Linked DNA regions of Gossypium hirsutum: regions 2, 3 and 4 are each linked to region 1. The links are chromatin contacts, called in public Hi-C maps. All regions are on one chromosome and are shown on one strand. Each heading gives the region's core, a stretch centred on a gene start, on an enhancer-like site or on the middle of the called end of the contact. The rest is flanking DNA. Distances are from core to core; before and after follow the strand shown.

Region 1 (3,083 bases), core at 459-2,958:
TACTATACATAAATATCTATTAAATGGTTGAAAGATTTTTTCCTAAAACAAATAGTTATAAATTTTTAATTTGCATCAAATTTGACATATGAATGGAGGTTGGATCGTTAATATATTGATCGTACAAAAAGATACAAAAGGGTGCACCGGTGTAAATGGATCCCTCTCCATCCACAAATTATGATCATTATTATTTAAAAACCCTCCAAATTAAGATAAGAAACAAGGCATTTCAATTCCATTTTTCAGCAACTGAATAGAGCTAGAAGCAAATCCTTCAATTCATAATTCTAAGTTCAAAGTACTGCAATCTACAACAATTAATGGATTCTTTAGGCTACATGATGGTCACAAAATTGAAATGAGACTCAAGAACACATTTATTTACAACAAGACAATAATTTGAACCATTATCCAACATAAAAAAAAGGAGCAAATCAACACTAATTTGAACAAAAATAAAAGAAACCAGTTTCCACATTCCAAAAAGATTCTCAACAGATCCCTAAAATAAGCTACCATTTTTATTAACTACTCTATCATCACTTGTATTATAAAAAACCAACAAAGTAAAGCCAAACCCATTTCCAGTAAAAGAAAAAAAAAGGGTAAACAATTTCATATTCCAAGAAAAACAAGCAAAATACATACCCCACTGGCAATGATAACCCCAGCAACAACAGGAACAAGGGTAAGATAAGTAAGCCATGCCTCCCTCTTCAATGTCATCAAGTAAGCAAATACCGCCGTAAAAAATGGCGTCGTAGCACCAACAGCCTGATTAAAGCTAACCGGAAGGAACCTCAAAGAAATATTCCCAAACACCACCGACACACAAAATACCAAACTCAACGCCGAAATCTTGAAGAATTGGACCCTAGATCGAATGGTCTGCATGGGGACCATCTTCATCCATGCAATTGCGATGTAGCTTAACAATGAACAAGCTGTCATGTGACACATGGTTAAGAAGATGGGGTATTTGAAACCATAATTGCTTAGTAAATATTTGTTTAACAACAATACACCAATGTTGGAGGAGTACCAGGCTGTTACTAGCCCGATTGTGAACAATTTGGAGTTGGTTTTCATGGTCTTCTTTGGTGTTTTGAAGATCTGGGTATCTGGGATTAAAAAAAGGAGAAAGAAAACGGTATTAACTTGAAATCTGGGAAACAATGGGTCTTTTTCTTGGAAACAGTGGGATTTTTTTTTTTTGGAATGATGGGATTGAATTAGCTTCTATGGATTTAATTGAAGTTTCTCTTTAGAAAATCAAGGATTCCCATTTCCAAAATGGAAGAAAATCTAGAAACGTGACCTTAAAAGAGAATTTTTTTTCTTTTTTTTTTAAAGAAAGCTTTTCGTGTTTTGAGGAACACCAAATGGAAAGAACGTGGCTGTCTCTCTACAGATTTTTCTGAAGAGAAGGAATAAAGAGAGAGGAAGAAATGGGATTTAAAAGCTTGTGTGTTTCTGTTTTTCTTTTTGAATTTTTCCTAATGTTATTTATCTAGGACCTTATGGAAGAGGACAAGGTGGGTTTACTAATTAATTAATTGAGACTCATTAGTTTATTCGTTTGGGTTTATTAGAAATATGTTAGCTCAATTTTAGATACAAAATTAAAGAGAAATGAATTATTTCGTTCTTTTAATTAAGAGTGAAAAGTTAAGCAAAAAATGATCATTTTAATAAATAAAGAAAATCAAAGTAGTTTTATAAAGATTCCCATCTGAGTCAAGCTCGATTAGCCCCTAGCTAAAAACCTAGCAGAAGACCAAAGATGACAATAGATTCCCAAAAAATGAATGATTATCCAAAATCTTCAAATTTAAGTAAAAATCCTTGAGAGAAGAAAATATGTGTAAACAAAATGCTGATTGTCTTATTTCATACACCATCCTAAACAAACCAAAAATAAACACAAAACATGTTGAATAAGTTTATCAAAACAAAGTGAAAAGGCAGAGTCACTCAAGTAGTCAATCACAAGCCGTTCGGCATCGAGACAGCTGCAAACAAGGAAGAAAATGCAAAATTAGGAGATAGTAAACAAGCATTAGTAGCTACAATAGTATGTCACAAGGACGATTTATATCACTTTAAAACGAGATTAATATCACTATATAAACAATTTGAACAAATGTTTTAAGGCCAGGTGCAAGGATCTAGATAAGAATTAGGCTAAAAGATGACAGATTGTGTCAACCATAGCAATGATCAAAGGTTTGAATAATTACAGATGTAGTCATTATAAAAGTTGCAGTTGTTCACATGGCTAAACTTCAACACAAATTCACAGCAAAAATTGTAATAGACACACAAAAAGGACATAACAATGAATACAGAAGGCAATTAATGTACAAAAATTAGCTTGTCCGTCAAGCAGCTAAGCTTCAAACAGAAAGTTGCAATCATTAAACTGAAGAAGATTCCTCATATACAAACAAACAAATCCCGGTTCAACCAAAGACAGTGGCAAACTCGTAAAACCACAAAACAAATAAGATAGAACATAAACTATGAAGCCAAGATTACCTTAGATATTGCTAGGGTACATGAAGACTCTGACTCGATCTCCCTGCAATGGAAACAAAAAGATAAAGTAAGATCTAAAACACAATGTTGAGAAACCCATTAGATAATGACAATGTAACACGCTCACCATAGATTTTGGGGGAAGGTTAGACTTGAACTTAGCACGGACAACACCACTGTTACCATGAGGTCTAGTGACCTTTCCCCAAATGCAGCGATAGTGTGAGCCATTCTTCTTCACCTTAGCTTTGTATATATAAGCCATGCGCTTTCCTGCATACCAAGCTACTTCCTCCTTGGTGTTAACTCCCTCAATCTGGATCAAAGAAGTATTTGGGTACTGGTTCGACTTTGACCTAACCACACCACCACCATCAAACAAATAATAAGCTTCAATCCCAAACATAAAATATAACAGCCCCCAAAATCAATTTCTAGTTCTTCAACTCAGAACATCTAAAAAAACACAACTCCAAACCCTCATTCTAAAACCTAGAAATTCAATCACCCTTTATCACCCAAACACTGATTTTAGTTTGAAA
Region 2 (3,370 bases), core at 838-3,337, 210 kb after region 1:
ACGTTTTGATATAATTTGGTACCTCAACTTTTATTACGTCATAGTCACACTAAATACTTCATTCTAGTTAAAATGTTGACATACACATGTCCAAATACATGACATTTTATTTTGTTTTTTGAGATTACATAACAATAGTCAAATTTCAAATTTGGTCCCTATGATATGCTCAATTTTGAAATTTAATCTTTATACTTTAATTTTTGACATGTTTTGGTACCTCAACTTTTATAATGTCATAGTCATCCTAAATGCTTCGTTTTGATTAAAATGTTGATGTACACGTGTCCAAATACACGACCTTTTACTTCTTTTTTGAGATTACATATAACATTGGTCAAATTTCAAATTTGGTGCCTATGATATGCTCAATTTTAAAATTTAATATTTATACTTTAATTTTTGACATATTTTGGTACCTCAACCATTTTCTTGTCATTAGTTAGTCTAAATACTTTATTCTAGTTCAAATATTGATGTGAATTTTTAAGAATTGGTAATACTATTAAAATTCTCTATTTAAATTCATGTCTATTAAATGTCATTTTTTGCTACATAGCTACCAACTGGATATTCTTTCATAATTTTAATATCGCACATCAATGAATCTAAGAAATGAATTTTAACGGTTTAGCAACTAGATTGGAATTTTTAAAATTGAAAAGTAAATAGATTAATTTCCTAAAAATAAAAGTATTGTGATTAAATTGAAAATATACAAATAGTATAGACTTGGAGCATATTTTGACCTTTAAAATTTTACTCTGTCATTTGGTCAAAAATCAATTAATCTAACGCGAAGGGCGGTGGTGATGATACTATTAATAGATAAAAAGAGGATACATCTATAACACTGTAGATGTGCTACCTTCAAAATATGACAGTTGTCCAAGGTTTAAAAGGTAATTTACTCAGTTAAAGGTTTAAAAATTCATAGTTGAAGGAAAAGCTTAAAAAGAATAAAAAGATGAGTGTTTGACAACATTATTATCACCCAAGAGATTATGCATTCCATGTGTACTAAGAAAGGGAAGAAATCGTAGATGGCCATAAAAGTGGATTTAGAGAAAGCTTATGATAAAATTTGTTGGGATTTTATTGAAGACACCTTGGTTGATGTCGGCTTTCCTTTGTCTTTGATTAATGTCATTATGGATTGTATTTTGTCGGTTTTAATGCAATTAATGTGGAATGGTAGGCTCTCTACTGGTTTTATTCCTAAGAGGGGCATTAGGCAAGGATGCCCTTTATCTTCGTACATTTTTGTACTTTGCATGGAGAGGCTTGGACAATTAATTCATAGAGAAGTTGCTGAAAGATCCTAGAAACCAATCGTCTTAGGTAAGGAAGGGTTGCCCATTTCTCATCTATTTTTTTGTGGACGATTAATTATTTTTTGCCGAAGCAGAGTTGATCAGGCACATAGAATCAAGGATGCTCTTACTATGTTTGGAAAGGCCTCGAGGCATAGAGTTAATGAACAAAAAACTACTGTTTATTTTTCTAAAAATATTGATGCTGATAATGCTGTGAATATTTGTAATATCCTTGGCTTTCACCTCTCGAATGATTTGGGGACTTACTTGGGATTACCTCTGTTCCACAAAAGAGTCACGAAGAATACTTTCAACTTTGTTGTGGATTTTAAACGTAAACTAAATAATTGGAGTGCTAAATTGCTTTTTATGGCAGGAAAGGTTACTCTAGCTCGATTTGTGTTGTTATTGATACCAAACTACTTCATGCAAACTGTGAAGATCCCACTTGGAATATGTTCCAAAACTGAAAAAATTGCAAGGGCTTTTATTTGGGGGAGTACAATTTCCAATAAAAAGGCGTATTTGGTGAAATGGGAAGATTGTTGTCAACTTCTATGAAATGGAGCTCTTGGACTTCGTTGCCTAAAAGATCGGAATGATTCTTTCATTCTCAAGTTGGGTTCCAATCTTCTTACGAACAAGCATGCTTTATGGGTTAGAGTTCTTTGATCCAAATATAAGATTTCTGAGACTATTCCGGAAGATATTTCTCGAAGTAATTGCTCTTTCATTTGGAGATTGTTAATAAGGGCTTGGCCTCTGCTTCGCCAAGACCTTCTCTGGTCTATTGGTGATGGTTTTCTAGTGAAATTTTGGACGGACAATTGGTTAGCGAATGTTGGTCATCTTTTTAATTTCTGTCAATACCCATCTCTTATTGACAATTTGATCATTTTAAAAGAGATTGTTTCTACAGATGGTGACTGGAATTGGGGTTATTTGAGATATTTTCTAGATAGCACTATTATCTCTTATATTGTAGGAATCCCGACACCGAACCTCTTGGTTGGATAGGATACGCTCATATCTACGTGGTCTCTAAATGGTTATTTTACTGTCAAGTCTGCTGACAACATGCTTTTAAAGAACTCTCTTAATCTTAGAGATGTCAAATGGAAGTTGATCTGGAGTCTCGACGGTCCTCAGTAGATTCATCAATTCATTTGGGTGGTCTTGAAGGAACGTCTGATGTCTAATGTAAAACGTTACAAAAGAAGTGCTTCTAAGGATCCTTCCTATGTGATTTGTGCACATGTTGAAGAATCTTGTATTCACGTTTTAAAAGATTGCCATCAAGTGAACGAGGTTTGGAAACAGATCCTCTCGTCGAGTACTATAACTGAATTTTTCTCTTATTCGTTGCATGATTGGATTTTGGCTAATTTGAGGAATGTGTTTGACTTAGGATTTCAAGATGTTGCATGGCCATCTTTTTTCGATATTGTTTGTTGGAATATGTGGAAACAAAAAAATCTTCAGATATTTCAGAATCTTCCGTTGAATTCAGTCAATGTCATCCAATCTTCATGGTGTTAGGCAAGATGCTCAAGATAAGAACAGAAAAGGCTAGGGGTTCTTCTAGTAACCGCTTCAAAGATTATAGATGGATCCCACCACCCACTGGTTCTTACAAATTAAATGTTGATGAAGCATGCAATCCGTCTTCAGGTCTCGCTTCTTCGGTAGTAGTTGGAATGAATGTGCATGGTGAGTGGCTATGGGGGATTGAGAAAAACATTGGAAGGTGTAGCGTCGAACAAGGTAAGCTTTGGGCCATTTATGACGGGCTACAATTTGCATAGGACCTCAAGTGGAAAGAGGTGATAATCGAGACTGATTATGCTATAGCTGTTAATGATATCCTTGTTGTCCTCAAAAGATATACGAATAGAGATTTGATTTCAAGAATTCAAGAATTATCCAAGCGTGATTGGCAGGTGGTCATCAAGTATATTCTAAGAGAAGCGAATTTCGCCTTTCACATCCTCGTGGGTATAGTGAAGGAATTTCTGATTGGTCCACAAGTTTTTCACGTAGCCCCGACTAAAGTT
Region 3 (3,166 bases), core at 275-2,774, 250 kb before region 1:
CCACCATTGTATCTGAGGCACTTTGCCAAACAGTGAAAGCAAATTCTACAGAAGTGCAAGGGAAAATAACATCATCATCAATTGAGAAAACCGCATCCGTCTTCAAATCCTTAATTTCTTTAAATCTGTTGTTCAAGCTATCTTCTTTATTGATATCAAAGACCAACTCAACTTGCTGATCCTTTCTAGAGTTTGACCGCACAACATGGTTGAGATATCTTTTAAGCGAATCAGATGGAGGATCCGGCTCACTCCATACAATATGTATAGAATCGAGCCTCGGACATGACGTGTAGTGGGAAATCGACTTCTTCAAGAGATCATATCTTTTCCAAGTATTGATTATAATCGAGTATCTTCCCCTGTACTTACACAACCCAGTAATGAACATCATCACTTTATTATCAAATCTGGAAAATTTTTCGGTAAATGCCTTCAATAGATTTAAGTTTCTACTGTATATCAATCATTTGTTGAAATTTTTTGTAACAATTTAAGCTCAGAGTGATTTTGTTCGAGTTCAAGATCCTTCCGAAAATAAATAAATAAAACCCTTCTTTAAACATCTAAACAGAATAAACACCAAAAAGTACCTTTAAATTTGAAGTTAGAATTATCAATCACTTCTTAATATTTTAAGCTAAAACGGGTTTAGTTTCAGATCCTAACTGTTGTTATGGTTTAAAAATAAATTAAATTACCATAAATAAAAGAACTTGATAACAATTTGATAGAGTTTCCAATAAAAATCCTGATTTAGATGATATATTTACGCAAAGTTTCCAAAAACAAACGAACCTCTTTTAGTCATGGTTCCTTTTTTTTATATATATCTAAACTTGGAAACTACTCAACAAAAATCTGAAAGAAAATTCAAACGAAAATATAAGATTAAAAAAAGTTAATATATAGTACTAGGGAGATGCACCTTGGAGAAGAAGAGCGGTCAAAGTCACCGGTCCATCCCATAAACGAAGAACTGTCGCGGTTTCGGTTCGCGATTGCTAGTAGACTTAACACGACGCAACCGCAGAGAAGGATCTTGATCTTTGCCGATCCAAGCGTCCCGATCCCAACTTGACGCAACTTGAAAACCGATCGACGGCTAATAGGTAAACCGCCCCTCATCGTCTTCTATCACTCTAATTCCTCAATCTCTTCCCTTCCCCTTTTGCCTTATAAGAAGACTGAGTCGGTCTGAAGTCTGAACTCGAGGGATATGACGTTGAATGGAGCCCGATTCACGAAACTGAAAGTTCCATCCGCCGCTTGTTGAATTGCTATTTATATGATTCGGCTCCGGTGCGGTGAGAGGGAAGTAGATTTGTCGCCGGTGAGGAGGAACCGGTGAAGGGAAAAGGGTGGGGAGAGTTATAGGGTGTGGTTATGTGTATGAGGTTAAGGAGGTAGAGTCCCATAAGATGGATGCTAGGGTAACGCGCGGATGGATATTATTGGCTGAAACTGAGATGTTGATGTGCTCTTGGTTTTTTATTGCGCATTGCAATGTACGTTCGGCGTTCGTTCCCTTTTAAGATTTCACAGATCAGGATAGAAGAAAAGATACGTTGATGTGAAAGGAAGTATTGAGAACCGTTTGATTAAAATCTGATGGTTCATTACAGTTACTGAGGTTGACCCTTAGCCGACAAGATATTTTATAATTAGGACCGGCTCCGAAAATATTATAACTTTTATTCAAATTTATTTGATTTGTTCTAGTAAAATATTTTTAAAAATTCTTCAAACAGCAACACGCTTATGACCACTTCTACGTTAGACCACAAATCAATAAATATAAAAATAATTTTAAAAGAAAATAACTTTATTCTTTTTCTTGTTCATTTGCTTATTCTTATCCAAAGAGTAAAGAAGATGCCAATATTTTGCATCAGGATTTGGGAGATAAACAAATACAAGGAATTGTTAATGTTTTCTTAAAAGTTTTGTTAGTTGTTATAACTAAAGTTATAGAAAGTGTTTGTTGCTACAATAGGGATGGTTCACACCATGAGTAGTGGTGAGAGCCACTAAGTTTAATGATTTGAGAAAGGTTGGAGTTATAGACTATTTAGAAGCTTACCTTTCTTACCCTCATGTAAAGTATTTATAAGAGGAAAGTGGTTAGGTGTGGGTTTCAATCATTGAGTTTCTTACTGTATGGGTGTTGCGATAGAATGGTGGATGTCAACTTAAGATATTATTGGAGTCGACTGAAAGAAATGGACAAAACACTTATCAAGCTAACATATGATGGGTTGATATATGTCATCAAGAACTCTTCTAGGGATCATGTGGGCCTACGTGTAATAGAATGTTCAAGTAAGGGTATTATCGTTTTGGCAAGGCCATGAGGTTAAGCCTCCCCTTGCATAAGGCCATGCTTCGTCGAGTTTTTATGATCATTGAATGATCCGACGAGGGCGTTAGATGACGAGGGTATAACAATTGCCACCTAGGCAAAAATAAGTTATAAAGGTAGCATGGCTTGAGTTGATTCGTTGGCAAGGCCTATTGGGGGTTATGAAGTGTCGTCATTATTTCCCCGATTATAATGCCTTGTAATGTGAGCAAGTGGTCATTGATAAGGCATATGTGAAGGCTCAAAAAGCTTTTATTAACAATTTTCATGATATTTGGGAGACTATTGTAAGCAACATTCAATTGGTTCAAAGGTTTATTTTGCATAGGGTTAGCTTTAGTATGGTGTGAAATATATATTGTTCTCTTGATATTTTTAATCCTTAAAAAAATGGCATTCAGATATATGAGCCATTGTTGAGGGGAAGATTATAGTTATCTATTCTGGAATTTGTTTCATCTGAAGATGATTAAGCCTCCCTTTTGTGTGTGCATGTGGTTATTAGACAAATATTATTTGTAAACTACTTCGCTATTAATAAGATTGTTTTGTTGATTTGATAATAGTGTTTTTAGCTTTGTTTGCATTTTTCTTTATTATTTTTTGCATATGTGCATTTGAATTTTGATATTTAGTGGATGGAAATATTGATTTGATCTTAAAGAATGTACATTCTTTTTGGGCTAAGCACACACACCTTTCTAGCCTAAATAGGTGACGGTGTTATTTTACACAACTTGTCTAGGCCTAAAAAGGTAGCCTTGTTATGGATAATATTGTAACACCCCTAACCCGAGTCAGTAG
Region 4 (3,097 bases), core at 598-3,097, 180 kb after region 1:
TAACAACATATTTTAACATTTCCATTTCAATCATAAAGCGAGTAGAACCAAAGCCCAAAATTTCAGAGAAAACTCTATTGTGAAAAAAAATGTCTCAAGAACAAAAACAAACCAACAACAACCACACACGATTGATAGGTAAAGTGTGACGGTTCTATTTTTTTAGGGTATGTTCGCGATGTGGTACATGAAAAATACATTCTTATTAATTTTTTAAAAAAATATAAAAATTAATAGAAAACATACCATTATAAAAATTATTTAGAAAATTATAAATATAAAAATTAATAAAAAATCAGAAAAACTGCGAAAAAACTATAAAAAAAATTAGAGATATTAAAATAACTAAAAAATAACAAATAATTATAGAAAATTAAAAAGATACTATAGAAAATTATAAAAATTTCTGGAGAATCATAATAATAATTATAAATAATTATAAAAATGATAAAAAAAATTACAAAAAATATAGAAAATTATGAAAAAAATATATTTTTTTAATTTTACGAACAAAAAATAAATTGAATTCAACAAAACTTAATCGAATCAAACAAAATGATTAAAAACTCTCAAATTTCTCCCAAATCTACTTGCATGGTGCCCTGTCATAGTTAGGGATAAGCAAAACTCGATTTGATTAAAAAAAATCGATTTTTTCAAATTTTGAGTTAATCGAATCGAGTTATTCGAATTATTCGAGTCAAATCGAATAACTCGAGTCGAGTTCGAGTCGACTTGAATTTCACAATTCGAATAACTCGAATCATTTGAATAACAGATTGGTGTAAATACCCCTTTTGGTCCTTGTCAATTTTAAAAATAAGCAAATTGGTCTCTCTCTCAACAAAAATTACAAAATAATTCAAAATAATTTTTAAATTTCAAAATATTTATAAAAATTTGAAAATTTATATTTTAAAAAAATATAATGATTTTAAAAAATTCTAAAAAATATATAAAATTTTTCTAAAATAATAATTTTATGGACCTAATTAATGATTTAAAATTATCATACTCAAGTATCTTATTTTTTTATTATTTTATTTTGAATTTTTTTAAATATATATGGTTTCAAATTTATGTGCTCTAACATAAAATTAATTATAATATAACAATATTTTTATTTAACATATTTTATTTTCTTTAATTTAACTCGAAAATTTCGATTCAAATTTTATTTCACTTGACTAGATTTGAAAAAATTTCAAATTGAGTGAGGATGATAAAGTAAGACTCGTAAACTCAATTAACTCAAAATGTTTTTACTCGATTCGATCGAACGTTGACCCCAAATTGTAGTGCTAACACTATGAAACAAAGCTCGTAAATATAATCACGTGGAAAGCTTTCTCTCCTTCAAATTTGTCTAAGCATTCTCTAACAGTTTTCGAAAAGCTCTTATTGTACCATGTTTTTAGGGAAAAATATTTTCTAAAATTATAGCATGTTTTGTAATTTGTCTAATTTTTTTTAATGTTGAAGTGGTTAATGAAGAAGATAAATGTGTGATGTGGGTATGTTGTTACTATGGGTAGGTAAATAGTAATAATTTAATTGTATATTATCAAAATAAAATAAAATTAATTGAAGCTCAAATAGTAGATAATGAGCAGAGAGAAATTGTTCAATTTCATCCAAGTGGGCTATTTTTTTTACCCTTTTTAAGTCATAAATAATTTTTATTATCTTTTTTTGTAATTTTTATCTTATTTTCTATATTTTGTTATGATTTTTATATTTCTATGATTTTTTATTAAGTTTTACAATTTTTATATTTTAAAAAATTTAAAAGAAATATCTTTTTTTTTTCACTACGTTATCCTTCTAGTAACTATCAACTATCCTGTCGGTCACATATCTCCCATTCACCATGTGCCACCGTACTTCTATTGGCTCTCTCACTCGGTATAGCGAACCAAATGGTCCTATTCTATTGCCGTATTTCAATCATAAAGCAAGTAGAAGCAAAATCCAAGTTGTAAAAAATCAAATCTTGCAAAAGAAAATGGCGCAAGAACAACAACAACAGCCACACACATCATCATCTCATGTACTAATCTTCCCTCTCCCGGCACAAGGCCATGTCAACTCCATGCTGAAGCTAGCTGAGCTATTAGCACATGCAGGCCTCAAGGTCACCTTCCTAAACTCCCACTTCATCCATCAACAACTTCTTCGTCACACCGATATTCTTTCCCGCTTCGCCAAATATGCGGGATTCCAATTCAAGACCATATTAGATGGTGTCCCTAACGATCATCCCAGAGTAGGCGGTGATTTTGTGAGGAAGCTCTTTGATGGTTTGGAATTGATAACCAAACCACTTTTCAAGGATATGCTGGTTAATAGTAAGCCGAAAGTGGATTGTATTATAGGAGATGGGGTCTTAGGGATCGCACTTGATATTGCTGATGACCTTGGAATTCCCATCATTCAGTTTCGTACCATTAGTGCTTGCAGTCTCTGGGCTTATTTTGCAATCCCTGATATGATCCATGCCGGGGAGCTTCCTATCAAAGGTATTATTCCTTTCTTATTCTTTTCCATGAATTTGTTTGAGTTTAATAACTTAACTCATCCATCAATCATAAGACGCTATTTCTTAAACTTGAAGTTCGAATCCAGTGTCTTCTGTAAGCGAAGATAAATGAAAATTCTACACTAATAATTAGAGTTTGGGTTAACAGTAGGATGCGAAAATATCCCTGTTTTGATTTGTCTCAAATTTATAGGGGTCGATTTTTTTAATAAAATTTCTAGTCGGTGTGGATCCACCTCACCGTGTTTTATATATAATTTAATTTTGCTATTAATCTTGTACTTTCTAAAAGTTATAGATATAGTCTTTGTATTTTTTAAATTAGTCAATTTTAATTTTTTTTAATATAAAATTTTAGTTCTTACTTAAACAGTAGTAGTTAAATCTATTTGGTTAAATTCAATTACTTGTCTTGTACTATTCATAAAGTTGCCGATTTAGTTTATTTTCTTCATTTGGATCATTCTAAATTTTTATACATTTTCGAATTTTAAAATTTCAATCTTAATACAAATAACAGTCATTAATCTATTAATTAGACTTTTAATGAGTAATATG

The links. A called contact is a pair of places that touch in the nucleus more often than the background predicts.
Region 2: a Hi-C map of petal shows a contact between it and region 1, with 2.3 times the contacts expected there. The contact joins the enhancer-like site here to the promoter of LOC107955153 in region 1. A contact is called at or near these places in 2 of 34 Hi-C or Micro-C datasets (leaf and petal).
Region 3: a contact with region 1 is called in a Hi-C map of leaf, with 1.7 times the contacts expected there. The contact joins the promoter of LOC107955163 here to the promoter of LOC107955153 in region 1. A contact is called at or near these places in 2 of 34 Hi-C or Micro-C datasets (both in leaf).
Region 4: a contact with region 1 is called in a Hi-C map of leaf, with 2.1 times the contacts expected there. The contact joins the promoter of LOC107955149 here to the promoter of LOC107955153 in region 1. A contact is called at or near these places in 3 of 34 Hi-C or Micro-C datasets (hypocotyl and leaf).

Annotation. Positions count from the first base shown.
Region 1 is chrD04:12,716,152-12,719,234 of Gossypium_hirsutum_v2.1, reverse strand. It overlaps LOC107955153 (probable sugar phosphate/phosphate translocator At3g11320), which reads right to left and starts at 1,708. Exons shown (of 5, transcript XM_016890882.2): 1 at 1,046-1,708; 2 at 652-947. The coding sequence starts at 912. LOC107955154 (60S ribosomal protein L35a-1) reads right to left here. Exons shown (of 5, transcript XM_016890883.2): 3 at 2,669-2,897; 4 at 2,542-2,584; 5 at 1,867-2,015. The coding sequence ends at 2,543.
Region 2 is chrD04:12,502,053-12,505,422 of Gossypium_hirsutum_v2.1, reverse strand. No RefSeq gene overlaps it. Among protein-coding and RNA genes, the nearest start is that of LOC121216344, 9.6 kb to the right of the region's middle. Within about 2 kb of position 2,087, at least 4 of the 9 cell types and tissues checked have an H3K27ac peak or open chromatin away from gene starts, as enhancers often do.
Region 3 is chrD04:12,966,953-12,970,118 of Gossypium_hirsutum_v2.1, reverse strand. It overlaps LOC107955163 (glycosylinositol phosphorylceramide mannosyl transferase 1), which reads right to left and starts at 1,524. Exons shown (of 5, transcript XM_016890891.2): 1 at 929-1,524; 2 at 1-362. The coding sequence starts at 1,128.
Region 4 is chrD04:12,540,835-12,543,931 of Gossypium_hirsutum_v2.1, reverse strand. LOC107955149 (7-deoxyloganetic acid glucosyltransferase) reads left to right here and starts at 1,847. Exons shown (of 2, transcript XM_016890874.2): 1 at 1,847-2,519. The coding sequence starts at 1,871.